2 separate regions of the Xenopus laevis genome follow, and region 1 is linked to region 2. The links are chromatin contacts, called in public Hi-C maps. All regions are on one chromosome and are shown on one strand. Each heading gives the region's core, a stretch centred on a gene start, on an enhancer-like site or on the middle of the called end of the contact. The rest is flanking DNA. Distances are from core to core; before and after follow the strand shown. Region 1 has its middle 28 kb from the start of slc9a3r2.S. Region 2 overlaps slc9a3r2.S (SLC9A3 regulator 2 S homeolog).

The links. A called contact is a pair of places that touch in the nucleus more often than the background predicts.
Region 1: a contact with region 2 is called in a Hi-C map of the XTC cell line, with 4 times the contacts expected there. The contact joins two enhancer-like sites. A contact is called at or near these places in 3 of 4 Hi-C or Micro-C datasets (the XL177 cell line, the XTC cell line and animal cap).

Annotation. Positions count from the first base shown.
Region 1 is chr9_10S:103,106,218-103,111,576 of Xenopus_laevis_v10.1, forward strand. No RefSeq gene overlaps it. Among protein-coding and RNA genes, the nearest start is that of slc9a3r2.S, 28 kb to the left of the region's middle. Within about 2 kb of position 3,229, at least 1 of the 7 cell types and tissues checked has an H3K27ac peak or open chromatin away from gene starts, as enhancers often do.
Region 2 is chr9_10S:103,003,263-103,008,633 of Xenopus_laevis_v10.1, forward strand. slc9a3r2.S (SLC9A3 regulator 2 S homeolog) reads right to left here. Exons shown (of 7, transcript NM_001090246.1): 4 at 1-128. Among protein-coding and RNA genes, the nearest start is that of tsc2.S, 16 kb to the left of the region's middle. Within about 2 kb of position 2,464, at least 2 of the 7 cell types and tissues checked have an H3K27ac peak or open chromatin away from gene starts, as enhancers often do.

The DNA.
Region 1 (5,359 bases), core at 1,979-4,478, 100 kb after region 2:
CACGGGCAGATAAGCTGTCAAATTGGTCTAAACGACAGATATCGGCAGCTTTATCTGCCCGTGTATGGCCACCTTTACCTAAAAAGTCACCCTCATACTATTTAGAGAAAGTAAATGAAAGATAAACCCAGGAGTGATTCTAAAGGTAGCCATAGACATAACAATTACGATCTTTCTTGGAAAAGATCTTTCCAAGAAAGATCGTTCATATAATTTCAACACACACGTGTAGAGCTGAATCCTCAGATATACAAATGGAAACAATTCTACCTGTATCTGACAATTCAGCACTAACAATGGCCGATGTTTGGGTCCCTTCGAAGGCGCTCAATCAAAATTTTCCGTCTACGAGCCGACCGATATCCAAGTCTTCTGCCGATATCGGTCGGTTCTTTTCCCACCATACACCCACCAAATATCATACGAAAATGTGTTTGGTACGATATTATCCGTGCGTCTATGGCCACCTTTAGGCAGGAGCTGTCTGAGGCAGTTCATTCAATGCAGCCCCCTAGAGCTTACCTTTCCTGCGCCTGAGGGGGTCCGGGGGCCCCATTGCTAGAAGAGACACATTTCCAGTTAAAAAAACAGAAATAAAGCTCTTAAAGTTACCAGGAGCGGCTTTTTTCTATCCCTGGTAACTTGCTTGGTGCTGCCATCACTTCATTGGTGCAACATCTCTGGATAAACCCTATTTATAAACTGGTCACCTGCTCTATACAGCATTATAAACCCCACATTTATTATTATTATATAGCACATTATCTTCTGAAATAACAACTGAATGATACAGTGCAAGGCATACCCTTTCTTTTGGTGGGGCCTGGGGCAAAAGATGTTTTTTTTTGGGGGTTCCTTTTTCTGTAAATGGTAGCGTTATCCAGCCAACTGACCATGATTGTTCAGCTTTAACTACCAGCAACCCCTGTCGGTGAAAGAGCTGCTAGGGCTCTAGTTTTAGGGCCAGGGTCGGACAGGGTTAGAAGGTTCCTGGGAGAAAACTTGGGGGGGCACTAGGCTGACCTAGGCCAGTGTTTTACATGGGATCCCCGGAGCATGGGATCTGTTTTCCTGTGGCTGCAAAGTTTCTGAAAGAGGTATGTGGTAAATGTTGGGGCAGACGTGCTGCATACAGTACCTCCCAACTGTTCCGTTTTTAGAGGGACAGTCCCTCTTTTGACAGCTCAACCCGCAGTCCCTCATTTGTACTGGAAAGTCCCTTTTGTCAAAGTTTCTAACTTAATTGGGTTTTGGCGGAGAGCCCAGAACAGCCACACAGCCACAGCTGCAGATAAGATACTTTTGTAACAATTTCGAGATAAGCAAATAAGTAATTGTAACAATATAAGATAACAGGTCCCTTGGGAGACAGCTTAGGCTAAGGCCACACTAGGCGATAGCGCGGCGATTTGACTCACTTTTAAGCCGCAATCGCTGTGGAAACTTTTGCGCTGGCGTCTATGGGGAATCGCGTAAAATCGCCAGCGTAAAAACACACGCGGCGATCTTTTTTCTATTGTCGCTCGAAATCGCCTAGCGAGGCGATTTCGAGCGACAATAGAAAAAAGATCGCCGCGTGTGTTTTTACGCTGGCGATTCCCCATAGACGCCAGCGCAAAAGTTTCCACAGCGATTGCGGCTTAAAAGTCGCGGCGAAAAGTCGCCGCGAGTCAAATCGCCGCGCTATCGCCTAGTGTGGCCTTAGCCTTAAAGGGCAATTCACCTTCATTAGCAAAACTGTAATAACTGGAAAAAAAAACACAGAAATATGTTCAAACTTTTATAAATGGTGACATTTTGTAATATGAACATGGTAATTAGGGGGTGTGGTCACACAAAAGGGCGTGGTCAAGGAAATGTCACCACGCTACGCACGGCAACTTTTTTGTCCCTCTTTTTTTTCCAAAATGTTGGGATGTATGGACGTGTGTATATATATGTGCAGCTGGTGGGGGGTCCTTGAGGTGGCAGCCGCTGGTAGACCCCAGTTCAAGACTGCTTAGGGCAAGTGTATGTTAGCTGCACTCACCAACAACTCTACAGTACAGATATGATCAACATTATCCAGAAAAATGCCAAAATATGGCAATGCATAAATAAACAAATTCTTTTGTATTGCTCCCAATTACGGACAAATCTCTTGCCCAGAAACCTACGGTAGGGTTAAATAATCTGGTTCATGTAAGAAGGGGGAAAATCAGTTGACGAAATGCTGAGCTCAGTAATTCCTACAGGGGACAGATACATCCAGAAAGTACAAAATGTCTTTAGTTTAGATTTGTGCTTCTTGGCCCAGTTTATCTTTCGGGCAGTGACATGGGCTGAGGGGGGGGCAGGCTCCTGTGCTTGGGGCGCCCTCTCAGAGACACAATTGCACAATCCTCTTCTGTTGCCTCAAACAAGTTATTGTTTCATTGCCTTTGTTATGGAGTAAACAGAGGTTTCTATTAAAACTGGATTGATCTGCCATTGCGCCATTGCTTTTTGGTGAGACACCATGAAATGGAAAACAGCATACAGGTGTGAAAGGGCAATGCCCACAGGCTACCAGGGGTGGGAAAAAACCCTCCTGGTAGTTCAAGAGCCAAAATTCGTAATTGTTTTTTAAATCTGAATTTCGGCTCTTCTAGTGCAGAGAGCAGAACTGTACTCTACTCTAGCGATGTGCCCCCTACAACCAGCTCCGACACTAGAAAAGGTAAACTGGGGGTTGAGGAGGGCAGCAGTTGCTAGGTCACTCTAGGGTAGCAACAAGTGCTGAATTGCCTCTGAAGGGCATGTTGCACAAAGCAATGGTTTCACAACTAAGGCTACAGTAGGACTTTATGTGGCCTATACATAGGGTTGCCACCTGGCCAGTATTTTACAGTTTTTGCCGGTATTTACAGTATATTTTTTCCAAAAAAAGGTAGCAACCCTACCTATATATAAGAAAAAAAAATCCCCCCAAGGAGTATGGGGGTACCGCCTCTCTTCTGTGATCAAGTCATGTATGCAATTGGAGACAGGGTCGGACTGGAGCATTGGGGGCCCACAGGGGCTGCAAAATGAAGGGCCCTCGTTGCAGTCTCAAGGGGCCCCCTCCCAGCCTCCAAACTTGTGCTGAGCGGATGCTCAAGAGACTCAGCGATGTGTCTCAACAGCTGATCAGGGGAACAGTTCATGGCCAACGGGTGCCCATAAGGACCGGGGCTCACCAAGTTTTTTCCCCGTGTCCCAGCGGCCCAGTCCGACCCTGATTAGAGAGGAGCAAGGGAGGTGTCTAGGGCAGCACCAAACCAAAATACAGCTCTGCTTCCAGGAGGCCCAAAGCAGTGAAATGGGGACCTAGACTGCTGGCTAGTTATGTCAACAGGGAATCAGGACTCCCGTCACACTTGTTCAGATCGGACTGGGCCCGGCCCTTGTGAGACCTGCTCCTCACCCTGGGTGCTGCACCCTCACTTCCCTGGTCTTGATTGTGGCTGCAGCAAGATGAAATAAGGTACTTGTGTGTTGGGGTAGGGGCTAAGTGCGGATCCCCCAGTCTGAAACTGTGCCTGTTCCACTAAGGCCACATTACTGTTCTGCATAGACCACAACCCAGATTATTCTCCATGGTTTTCTGAAGATTTGGGTGTTTTCTGTTTTAATGGATATGTGCAAATTACTGACAGCAAGTGGCCGGACTATAACTGCGAATGACTAGATGGGCAAATCAGGGTGACTCTGGAAAAATCATTTTGAGTTTGAATTTGGATAAAACTGACCATAATGAATGTGATGGGACTTTAGACTGTAAACTCCACTGGGGCAGGGACTGACGTGAGTGATATATAATTTTCATAAACTGGATAATACTGATCACATGACAAATACTAATCACATTTATTATTTATATATTATTAATATTATTATTATTAATAATAATAATAATAATAATAATGGCCAGCCCATTGCTTGGTGCTGTACCCCTGTATTGTTTTGTACTAAAGTAGAAATAAAGACTACGGCCATTATCATCGTTTTTCTTTTCACTTCTCAGCTGAGAGTTAACGGCATTATAAAAACCAGTAATAAATAGTTTCCATTGCCCCAAATCAGGACCTTCGAACCAGCAAACTGCCAGCCACAAGGAGCCCAAAGGGACTGTCAGACGGCTTACAGGCTGCCAGAGATCTTGTACAGGGTTACTTACATATAGATGTGTTTTAAAGGCAATAAAATGGTTTTATGCTGGTTGTAAAAAGGCATGGTTGCCTACAAAATAAATGGTTGCACCCCAAGGAAGCATTTCTTAAAAATCTGTAGCCTTTAACCTCATCAGCGCCAAGTGATCTCATTCTCAGTCATCGAAATTCCACAATTACGAAACATATGAATCTAACAGTAAATCAAATCTCAATTTAGTATTTAACAGAGAAAGTGATGAGTGTGATGACCAATTTATTTATTAGCGTTTGGAAGCCTCTCCTCAGAAACAGAATTACTGAACTCAGCTGAGATCCTGCTGGAGCCAAACGTCGCCACCTGCTGTAAAAGGCTGTGCACTGCAACAGTCTCCTCTGAGATAAAGCAAAAGCTCTGCCTCTACTGCATTCAGATTTAGATTTATAGGTAGATATTACTTTTTAATGCTAAATTAAAAAGTGTGATTTATTCATATTAGAGGCAGAGCTTTTGCTTTATCTCAGAGGAGACTGCTGCAGTGCATGGCCTTTTACAGCAGGTACCCCTGTTGTAACCTCAGAGTTCCATGACCTGTATAAAAGCACTTGGCCAGTGGCCTCGTGTTTTTATATGGTCATGGAACTCCTTTGTGACTTAGAATATCCTTATATTTTACAATAAGGGACACTTTATTCACTATATAATATTATTTATAAGGACCAGCTCTTGCTTAGTGCTGTACCCCTGTAATGTTTTGTATGAAGGCAGAAATAGAGACTATGACCATTATCTTCACTCTCCCCACCAAATAAAAAAAAAAAGGTACCAGCAGTTATAGGGAGTGGGGTGGATGAAGGAAGGTTGTGGCTGGTGAGTGTCAGGGGGCCTAGTGGCTCCCTGTCAGGTATTGCTGGGATTCGAGCCGGGGACCTTTGGGTTTCTGGCGCGATACTTTAACCATTTGGCCAGGTGAGCAGCCTGTAGGGTTGCTCGCTATGTGTAACCTGGCCTCTGCAGTCCCAGCCCAGCTGCCGCCTGATTGGCCTCTCCAGCCCCAGCTCAGCTGCAGCCTGTTAGGCATCTACAGCCCCAACCCAGCTGCTGCCTAGCTTAATCAGCCAATCAGGGCTGACTCTTCCCTATTTAAGGGCAGCACTCAGACCACTCCTTGCCAGAGCATTGTATGATTTTCCTAGTACTGCGGCAGCGC
Region 2 (5,371 bases), core at 1,214-3,713:
ATCCCGAGCTTCTTGAAGTATTCGTCTGTGTCCGGGTCTATAACAAGTAGCTTGGTCTCATTGTCCTTAGATTTGATGTTGGCCACCACTTCTGAATGCTTTATGTTTTCAATATTCTGTCCATTCACCTGAAAAAGGAGTCAAGAGATGATGGCACAGTCTGGCATTGCTTGTGAATCAAACTCCCCATTTGCACAACTCCATATAAAAAGGCAAAATCCTTGGATTTTTCTTAAAATAATGTATTTACGATAAAGTCATGCCTGAAGTTTACAGTGTTTATTTATGTTGGGTATATGGGGATATATTATTGACCTAAAACTCCCATAACATCTTACTTAATTTATGGTGGTGGATGTTGGGAGCCAGAGTACAGCAATATGTTTGGACTTTAAACTGGCTAAGACCAGAAAAGGATAATGGGGCACCACCACCATCATGATCATCATCATCATCATCAAGAAGGAAAAAACCTAAGACGATGCCACCAAATAAACAAGATGGAGAAGCCTAAGATAGTGGCGCCAATGTAAGAAGTATTACATATGAAGCAATGGCTGGTAGATGCAGTCTTGAAGATTCAAGAGGTGAAGGAATTCAAGTACAACATTGTCTAGTAACACATGGCATCCATTCTGATATTTCCGTTCCAAATGCAGACCAGTAAATGCTTCCCATCGACTGACTGCTACAGGTTATTAGACCTGAAGAAAATAGCTGTTACTACATTACCCTACCCTATATTTTCTCATTCAAACCTCTGATAACCAGCAGCTGTAAACAGGTTATTATTATTATTATTATTATTAAAGGAGAAGGAAAGGCTTCGTGCACTTGGGGGTGCCACCCCCAAGTGATTGTATTGACTTACCTGAAACCCAGAGCCAGTGCTCCTATCAGCAGAAAACTGCACCGGCCCGGGGTTATACCAGTGAGCACCACAGAGTGATCCTCTTCCAGCTTCTTTCTTCAAATTTCCCAGGACAGATGCATGCGCAGTAGAACAAAATAGCCAACTTTTTAGTTAAAGTTCGGCTTTTCGTTCTACTTCGCATGCGCAGCCGCGCGAAGAAAGAAGAAGACGGAAGTGGATGGCTCCGTGGTGCTCCCCAGGCTGGTGCTCCTATTAGCAGAAAACTGCACCGGCCCTGGGAGCACCACGGAGCGATTCACTTCTGTCTTCTTCTTTCTTCGCGGGTTTCAGGTAAGTAAATACAATCACTTGCCTAACATTTGGCATCCCAAATGCACAAGCCTTTCCTTCTCCTTTAACATGTATTTATAGAGCCAACATATTGTGCATCGCTGATTGTACGGTTCTAATCTAAAATGTGGAGCCATGGTACATAACTGCCTTTAGCCTGCGAGCACATTCCTGGGAACAAATGGTACCTCTCTGTAGACCAGGGATCCCCAACCTTTTGATCCCGTGAGCAACATTCAGAAGTAAAAGGAGTTGGGGAGCAACACAAGCATGAAAAATGTTTTTGGGGTGCCATATAAGTGCTGTGATTGGCTATTTGGAAGCCTGTATGTGGATTGTCAACCTACATTGAGGCTCTGTTTGGCAGTGCACCTGGTTTTTATACAACCAGAACTTGCCAAGCCTGGAATTCAAAAATAAGCACCTGCTTTGAGGCCACCAGGAGCAACATCCAAGAGATTGGAGAGCAACATGTTGCTCACGAGCTACTGGTTGGGGATCACTGCTGTAGACTGTTACATACCCACAACACACCCTGTTTAAAGGAAAACTATACCCCCAAAATTAATACTTAAGCAACAGATAGTTTACATCATATTAAGTGGACTATTAAAGAATCTTACCAAACTGGTATATATATTTCAGTAAATATTGCCCTTTTATATCTCTTGCCTTGAACCACCATTTTGTGATGGTCTGTGTGCTGCCTCAGAGATCACCTGACCAGAAATACTGCAGCTCTAACCACAACAGGAAGAAGGGGGGAAGCAAAAGACACAACTCTGTCTGTTAATTGGCTCATGTGACCTAACATGTCTGGTATGTTTGTGTGCACCGTAAATCCTAGGATCCCAGGGAGGTGGCCCTTATTTTTTAAATGGCAATTTTCTATTTATATACTACTAAACATTTTTATTGTTATGAAAATGGTTTATTTATACGAAGCAGGGTTTTACATATGAGCTGTTTTTTGCAATATGTTTTTTTATAGAGACCTACATAGTTCAGAGGGTATAGTTTTCCTTTAACAAGCAAATATCAAGTGCTGTGTATACACAAATGCCAGCCTTCCTGTAATGCCACGGTCAGCGCCACACTCCCCTATTTGGAAGCTAAACACAAAAGGCCTCTGCTGCTTATTTTATTAGTTCTGCCACAGAAATGGCTGCCATTGCCTGAGAGGATTGGTCTTGGCAATACAGGTCAGGTTCTCATAGTGCTGCAGGGGTTAATGCTCCCCTTTTGGCTAAAGAAGTCTGTTTCCTTGCTCTCTGCCCTCAATGAAAACAAACACCAGGGCCTCTCTTCCTGGTTCCTTAGCAACGCCTGCTACTTTCCCCTGACAGAAACAATTGCTTTGTGCTGGGACTGGGCCGCAGAGTTCTATCATCACAGCCCCCTGCTCCCTTGTACTCTCTCTTCCTTAAATCTTATCCTGGGTCCACTCTCCATAACTTCTCTTGTTTAGTTTATGGGAAATACAGCTGGAAGCTTTTTTTTTTCCCCCTCACAAACCCTTCAACTTTCTCTCACAGTCAAAACCCTTGGATATTCATTGGAAACTTTAATAGGCTACCGATAATTGTCTGTAACCATAAGCATTCACTACCAAGGTGTGTTTTGCCTTCACCGATTCTGTTATATCACAGGACACATCAAAGGCGAGGTTCACCTTTAAATTCGCTTTCAGTATGTTATAAGAATGGCCAATTATGAGCACATTTTCAGTTTGTCTTTATTATTTATATATATTTTATATTTTATTAATTATTTGCCTTCTTCTGACTTTTTCCAGCTTTCAAAAGGGAGTCACTGACCACTTCAAAATAAAACGAATGCTCTGTAAGGCTACAAACGATTTGCTATTGCTATTCAGGCCTTTTCTATTCATATTCCAGTCTCTTGCTCAAATCGCTGCATAGTTGCTAGGGGAATTTGGACCCTAGCAACCAGACTGCTGAAATGGCAAACTAGAAAGCTGCTGAATAAAAAGCTAAATAACACACACACCCCAAATAATAAAAAATTAAAAATCAATTGCAAATTGTCTTACATTATACTTAGGGCAGAAACACACTCAGATTTGGGGAGATTAGTCGCCCATCGCCAAATCTCCTCTTCTTCAGGGACCCAACGATAAATCGCTTCTTCTTTGGGGCGACTAATCTCCCAGAACTGCCTCCAGTCGGTTAGAATGTAAATCGCCAACGGGATGGTAAACAGATCGCCCTAAGTTGCCTCGTTCGGAAAACGAAACGCTCTGAGTGCCATCCCGCCGGAGATTGAGATTCTAGCTCGCGGGAGGCAGCAGTTCAGGAAGATTAGTCGCCCCAAAGAAGAAGCGATTTATCGCTGGGCGACTAAATCTCCCCGAATCTGAGCGTGTGTCTCTGCCCTAAATGTTAAGACAAAGGTGAACAACCCCTTTAAAGGGGTTGTTCACCTTTGAGATAACTTTTAGTATGATGTAGAGACTGATATTCTGAGATAATTTGGAATTGGTTTTCATTTTTTATTTGTGATTTTTGAGTTATTTAGCTTTTTATTCAGCAGCTCTCCAGTTTACAATCTGGTTGCTAGGGTCCAAATTACACTAGCAACCATGCACTGATTTGAATAAGAGAATGGAATATGAACAGGGAACGACCTGAATAGAAAGATGACTAATAAAAAAAAAGTAGCAATAACAAAACATTTGTAGCCTTGAAGAGCATTCACTTTTTAGATGGGGTCAGTGACCCCCCGATTTGAAAGCTGGAAAAAAAGTCAGAAGAAGAAGGCAAATAATTAAAGAACAATAACAAATAAATAATGAAGACCAATTGAAAAGTTGCTTAGAACTGGTAATTCTACAACATGCAAAGGAAAATTCAAGGAATGCAAAGGACTGCGGATGGCTTCAATGTGACCCCATGTGTGATTTAGGCATCCAAAAAGACAACCTACACATATGTGTCTTTATGCAACTTGCAAGGGACTATACCCTAAAACTAACTCAAAAAATGTAATTTGATTTACTTTACTTTAATATTGGAAGCTTCCAGTGCAATAAAATTGCCTCTTCTGCATTCAGAAGGGCCAGCGACAGAAGCTCTAGGGTAATTTATTGTGACAGTGAAACTACAAACACAAGAGGATCAAGTGAAATAATTTACATGTGTCTTAAAGCGTCTGAAGAAAGGAGGATGTCCCGATGGACGTTGCCTACGAGCAGGAGAATATGTTTGCAATTCTCTTCCTCCCCACCCCCCTCGGGATTCCACTCCTGCTTACAATATGAATTATTCATAGGAGCCTCTGGCACTGAATGTCTGCAAGGTTCTTGGTCAGATCAAGTTCCTAAATCCCCCAGGTGGTTTGCTGGGAGGTGGAGAATTAAATGGAAGAGATTCCCGCCCCTAGCTGGCACGGTGCTTCTGGCTGCATGGGGGCATTAAATATGCAGGAGGGCCCTTAGCTGGCGGGACAAGGCCTGTTGCTCTTACAATGCAAGGAGATGACAGATCTACCAGGCAGAGGGCAGCCAGGGTTCAGCAGTCTCAGGGGCAAAGCAGAACCAGATCATATGACCTAGGCCACTGGGCAGATCACTGATATTAGAGAAAAGCGGCCCCACTCCAGTGAATGCCAACACCACCTGAAATGGTCAGAGATACCATCTTTACTCTTTGACAGCATTTTAAAAAAGAAAAAAAACCACAACCATATACAAAAAAAACCCCCAAATGAATTAACCCTCTAAGTGCTGGTGCCTCTAGTGCAAAAATAACATTGTGCCCAGGGTAGGACAGGAGCCTTGGGGGCCCACGGGGGCTGCAAAAAAGGGCCTTCCTGGCAGTCTCCAGTGGCCCACACGCTGCTGCAACACAGGTCCTTATAGGGCAGCCGGGGGAGCAGGTCTGGGCTGGCCGGGTCCATGAGTGCCAGGGCCCACCAGGTTTTTACCCGGTGTCCTGACGGGCCAGTCCGACCCAGATTGTCCCAGCCCATAAATTCTGCGTATAGTTACGCAGGCAATGCAGCAAGGTACCATCGTAGATATGGTTAAAAGGAAAGTAATCATTAATGGGCCACAAACTAGAGTCCTGCGCAGAACCAATTTCTAAGACCCGAACCCAAACCCGCAACCCAAACCGCGACCCGCATATTTACCCACTTTGAACCAAT